Linked DNA regions of Gossypium arboreum: region 2 is linked to region 1. The links are chromatin contacts, called in public Hi-C maps. All regions are on one chromosome and are shown on one strand. Each heading gives the region's core, a stretch centred on a gene start, on an enhancer-like site or on the middle of the called end of the contact. The rest is flanking DNA. Distances are from core to core; before and after follow the strand shown.

Evidence for each region. A called contact is a pair of places that touch in the nucleus more often than the background predicts.
Region 2: a contact with region 1 is called in a Hi-C map of leaf, with 2.6 times the contacts expected there. The contact joins the promoter of LOC108467132 here to the enhancer-like site in region 1. A contact is called at or near these places in 2 of 5 Hi-C or Micro-C datasets (both in leaf).

The regions. Positions count from the first base shown.
Region 1 is chr7:22,157,697-22,160,426 of ASM2569848v2, reverse strand. It overlaps the pseudogene LOC108471987. Among protein-coding and RNA genes, the nearest start is that of LOC108471008, 17 kb to the left of the region's middle. Within about 2 kb of position 1,331, at least 2 of the 2 cell types and tissues checked have an H3K27ac peak or open chromatin away from gene starts, as enhancers often do. A contact at or near this core is called in leaf, where this site is marked.
Region 2 is chr7:22,840,524-22,843,253 of ASM2569848v2, reverse strand. It overlaps LOC108467132, which reads left to right and starts at 1,348. Exons shown (of 6, transcript XM_017767659.2): 1 at 1,348-2,082.

The sequences.
Region 1 (2,730 bases), core at 82-2,581:
AAAGCAAAAATTTTCTGGAAAATATCAATCTTCTACCCCTTTAAAGAAAAAATTTGAAACGCCCCTAAATGCTCTCAAACCCCTTCGTCTAAATGCTGATTCCAGCGAGAAAAAGGGGGCACCACGGTGGCAACGGGCGAAACCCAGGTGAGATCTTCATTCTCTCTTTCTCCCCCTCCTATATTTCTTTCTTTTAATCCCTAAAAAAATAATGGAAATCGATGCAGAAAAGGAATGAATAAATTGAAGGTAAAGGCACCACCTTTAGAAACTTTTGCTTTTCTGATTGCTTTGTAAATCTATTTTTTGTATTCCAGTATGTCTAATATACGCGTATTGCCTCCTCATTACAATGAAAATAAGGCTTTTATATAGCCGAAAATAAAAAATACAAAAATACAAAAAATTTCCTTTTCTATTATTTTTCTCCTTGTTGCTTTTTTTGCTGTGCTGTTCTTGTCTTCATGCAGCTACGAATGTATGGAGCTTGGTGGTCGTACGGTGCTGCGCTGGCGGTGAGGACAAAGGGTTGCTTGGTGGCTACTGCAGCGCGCCTTGCTACTTAGGGGTAACTGTTTGGCTAAACCTATGTTTAGGTTTTGGGCCATTGGGCCACATTGTAAATGGATATTTGGGTCTTGGTTTAGTTAAGTTATTTGTAATAGTTTTGGACTGTTATAAAATTTAAATTTTGGTCTTGTATTTGGGTTAATATCGGACTTTTATTATTGGATTTTTTTTTTATTTTTGGTTTGTTTGTAACGGGTCTGGAAAATTTGGCCCAGTACATGGCAAATTCTTGTAGAATTGTTGGAAATGTAGTGTGCTATTGTATTAGTGGACTGATGGTTTATTGCTTGAAAAATTGTGTCAAAAAGTTAACTACTGAAAAAAGCACTTAAACTAGTTTACTTTGTTACTGTAATATTTTTTTCATAAGGAAATTTCATTAATACAATTCGTGAAGAAATAACAAATGCTTGTTGTACGCGTTGAAAGATATATTTTATCAATACAACAAAAGTTTTAACTTCAATATCAATAAAATATTATGATACATTGACAATTAATTTTGTCACAATTCAAGCACAACATATCAAAAGTGATTATAAACACTTGATAAGAAAATCAGTTCTGGATAGTCCAAAATGGTGGACATAAATCGACAAGAGAATTAAATATCCACTAAACTAAAGAAGATGGCAACGAAATTAACCCTATCGTTTGCAAAAGCAAGACTAAAAAGCATACTACAAGAATAAATAAAAACATCTAAAAGTAAGACTTATTAAACGAATTTAAACTTAAAAAATTGTTTATGCAATGAGTGCTCAAGCTAATTTTTTGAACCTGATCTTAATCACCGACAATTTTTAGAGAAAAACTTGGTCGTTAACGTGAGAAAAAACACTAACATATCATGATGAAAAAAAATGCAAATTTGAACTTAAAAATTGTATTTGTAGTTTCAATTTAAGTATTGCTTCGTTGGGTTCCCTAAATTATCTCCTGGTACCTTGATAAAAAAAATAATCAGCGCCTAATGAAGATGATATTTTGTGAAATTAATGTATTATTTTTAATTTGGTAAAACGTAGAAATAATATTTCAAATACATAATTTTTGAAACAATAAATAAATTTTCAGTTGTCTCTAAACATTCTTGAAATTCAAAAGGAAAACCAATTAACATCTAACTTCTCAGAAAATCATAAAATATTTAAGAAATTTCTCATTTTTGGGAAAACTAACAATCACCAAATAGAAGATAAGATAGTTTGAAACTAATTAAGAATGAAGACCTGGAAATTACTTTCGGCTTTACTTAGATATTTGTTTATCTAAAGAGTAATTAAAAAAATATTATATATGTTTATAATTAAAATTTTGAATGGGATTTGATGCTCCAGATCCGATCACCTCCGCCATCTGAAATCAAATTGAGCAAAAACTACAATGAACTTACCAAATTCAAGGAGGACCCGTCACGCCAGGGAAGAGTTCCGATATTTTGTTGACTACTTCCATAACCTGAAGTAAATGAAAAAGAGTCTAGTCATTCAAGTTACCAACAATAGAAGGGTATCAAGAAATTAACTATCAAGACGACCTCTGCTGCAATCAAGAGCCAAAACACGGCAGCAAAGTTCAAACGAGGATATGACAAACCACAGATAGAATTTTAATAAGCATTTATCAAACTTAGGCGTTTTAGTTTTTGGATAAATTAATGTAGCCATATACATGCTGAACATATAAGTTCGAAAGAGAGGTAAAGGTGAGAAACTCCAAGTGATGATGTCCAATAAGCCCACCAATTGAATAGAAAGAAGGAAAATATTACTTCCTTGTCGTTTTGATATTTCGCAATACTCAGTGGGTTCTGGGAACACTGCAAAAGCAGCACGAAGTCATGAAAATAAATACAAAATGTTTACTATGAGTGAATGACATGTAGACATATATTCAAGGCCATAGCCAGGAAGGGACTGACAGTGGCCCCGGCACCTCTAAAATAAAAACTTTTCCATTTAGACCTTTCAAATTTTTAAAAAAATTTAAATTAATAAAGATAAAATTACACTTTGACCTCTAAAAATGATGAAAATTTGATTTAATCCTTTAAAAATTATAAAGATATAGACTATTCAAATGGTGAAATTATATTTTTACTATCGTAAAAATCAAAATTTAATTTTAGTCCTAAAAAAAATTTTCTGCCTTCGCCCC
Region 2 (2,730 bases), core at 99-2,598, 680 kb before region 1:
TTTTTTCATTCAATTATTAAAAGTTATAAAATGACCATTTAACTATAAAAGTTTACAAAATGGCACCTAATTATTCAATTTTGTCATTTTGATAGGAAACTTTTAAAATTGATATAATAACAACTTAAACCCTCAATATTTATACATTGTGTCAATTTAGTCTTGTTTCTAAAAATCTAACCTCAACATTTACACATTGTGTGATTTAGTCTCTTTTTTTTTCAATTTTAGTTTTTCTTTGTGACCCTTTCACCTAAAAAGCTAAAAAAACACAAATTTATTAACTAAATTTGATTAAAATACACAAAAATATAGAAACACCTAAAAATTTAATATAATAATCTTAATTTTTCTCATTCTTTTAAAATAAACCTTCAATGCCACCAAAAAAGCAACAAAAAGAAATCAAAATACACAATGTGTAAATATTGTGAATTAAATATTTTAAAATCAAGACTAAATTGACATAATTTATAAATGTTGAGTATTAAAATTGTTATTATGTCAATTTTAAAACTATCATTAGAAAAATAATAAAATTAAATAATTAAGTGATTATTTTATAATTTTTATAATTAAATAATTAAAAAATTATTAATAATTGAATCACTATTAATATAATTTATCCAATAAAATAAAACAACACTGACACATTCCCTCTTCCCCACAGACTTGAACTATTGAATCAAAAAATCAAAAAAAAGGAGACACACAAAATCTGTACAAAAATATTATATGTTTAATGTGCACTGCAGTGCCAGAGAATGAGTTACTCAGTCGCTTACAAAATGGTGCCAATTGGAGTAATAACATAACATCACATATATGAACAACTGTTGGAGACTGCAAAATCTGATTTGATTGAAGTCTACTCTATTTCTTGTCTGATTCTTATTCATACTTATCTGCTTGTCTGTAATATATTTTGAATGAATCAATATATGTAAATATTATTCGTACTTTGCTTTGCTTTGCTACCATTATGTGCATTCAAGCTTTCTTTAATTTAATTTTAAGATGACGATGGAGTTTGCATCTAATTCATTGAAAATGACCATCTTTGGGAACACCATGTTTTCTTAATGCCGGAAAAGGAAAAAGGAAGCTTCATATTTGTTTTTGTGTGTTGAGAGGATATATAGTTTAGCCATTTGGAATATCATTTTGTTCTGTGGGAGTGATTATGACTTGTGGAAAAATAAATGAATGATGTGATAGGCAATGGTCCCCTAACTCACCATTTACAAATTAAACCAAATCCCTTCCAACTATTAATCTTCTGGTTATTCTTGGATAACTTTTAAGTTTTACCCAAATTTAGAATCTTTTCCCTAAAGTTCATATTTATTTATTCATTCATTCACTTGAGAGACTTCCTCCCTATTGGTAACTAAAAAGGCACAACTTTTTCCTGTATCATTTATAATTAATAAATTATTATTAAGTCATGAGCCTTTTTCATCATACAGATCTTAGCTTAGAGTTCCCACTTTTATTCAATTCTATATGTCTGTCTAGCTTTCCTGTTCTTTATCATCTGCATCTTTAAACCGACACCATGTCCATGATAATGTCTCTTTTATATTTCTCCTGTTCTTCGTTAGCATTCAGCAACCTTTCTTCATTAGTTGGCTCTCTCATTCTTCATTTTTCTCTCTAAAACAAAGGGTATGTTTACCTTTTTGTTATTATTTCTGTTTGTTTTGCTTCAGATGCTTCTAAAGTCAATAAAAATTGGAAGCTTGGGATGAATTGAAAACCCTGTTCCAGTTTTAGCTTTATGGGGTCTTAAACAATTGGCAAAGCTTAAAATTTTGGAAGTTTTCAACCTTTGTTTTCCTTGTTTGATTGAGTTAACTATTCTTTTGACCGAGCATTGAGTCTAAAAATTATCAACTTCCTATAAGTTTCTTTTTTGAATTTCGGTGTTTCTGTTGCTTAGATCATCATAATCGTTTATGCTAGACTAGACTTGATTACAGGATGGATATTGCTTGGCTTGGAAAACTCGGGATATTCTTTTAAAACTTGAAATTGAAGAAAATTTCCATACGGTGCTGTCAGCACAATTTCAGATAAATTGTACTCATTCCTCTTACCCGTTTTCTTTCAGTTCCTTTACTTCTCATCCTTTTGCTTTTGATTTTTTGCTGTACAACTTTCCCACACGGATTTGAGAGTTGTCAATGATTTGATGCCTGCACATTTCATTCACTCAGTTCCCATTTTGCATGTTTGTGAAATTGCTACAATGAATAATGTTGGATAAGAGTTTCAAAAAGGGTTTAAATTCACTTGCTTTTAAACATAATCGATGAAGCTCACACTACCTGAAGTCTAAAGCGTTTGCACAAGGTTTTAAGGTGCACATCAACAGTGATCTACTGATGAAGTAAATAGTGGTGTTGAAAGTGCAAAGTTTGATTAGAATCAAAATATATTCTAAAAAATGTAGCTCAGGATTAGCCAAAAGTTTTCCCAGTTAGAGTTTTGCACCTTGAAGCACTTATAACCCTTCTATTGCTTGTTTTTGTTCACTTTTATAATCCAATAGAAGCTCATCTCTGTAATAACTAATTTCAATGTATGATGTCAACAATGCCGATTGTGTCTCTTATCTTACAACGTACAGCTTTATTTGTTTGTCAGTGCCTGTGAAGATATCTGGACACTGAAGTCTTATGTTGATCAAAGTATATTTAGTTCAGTGAAAAACAGAATACTTTTCAA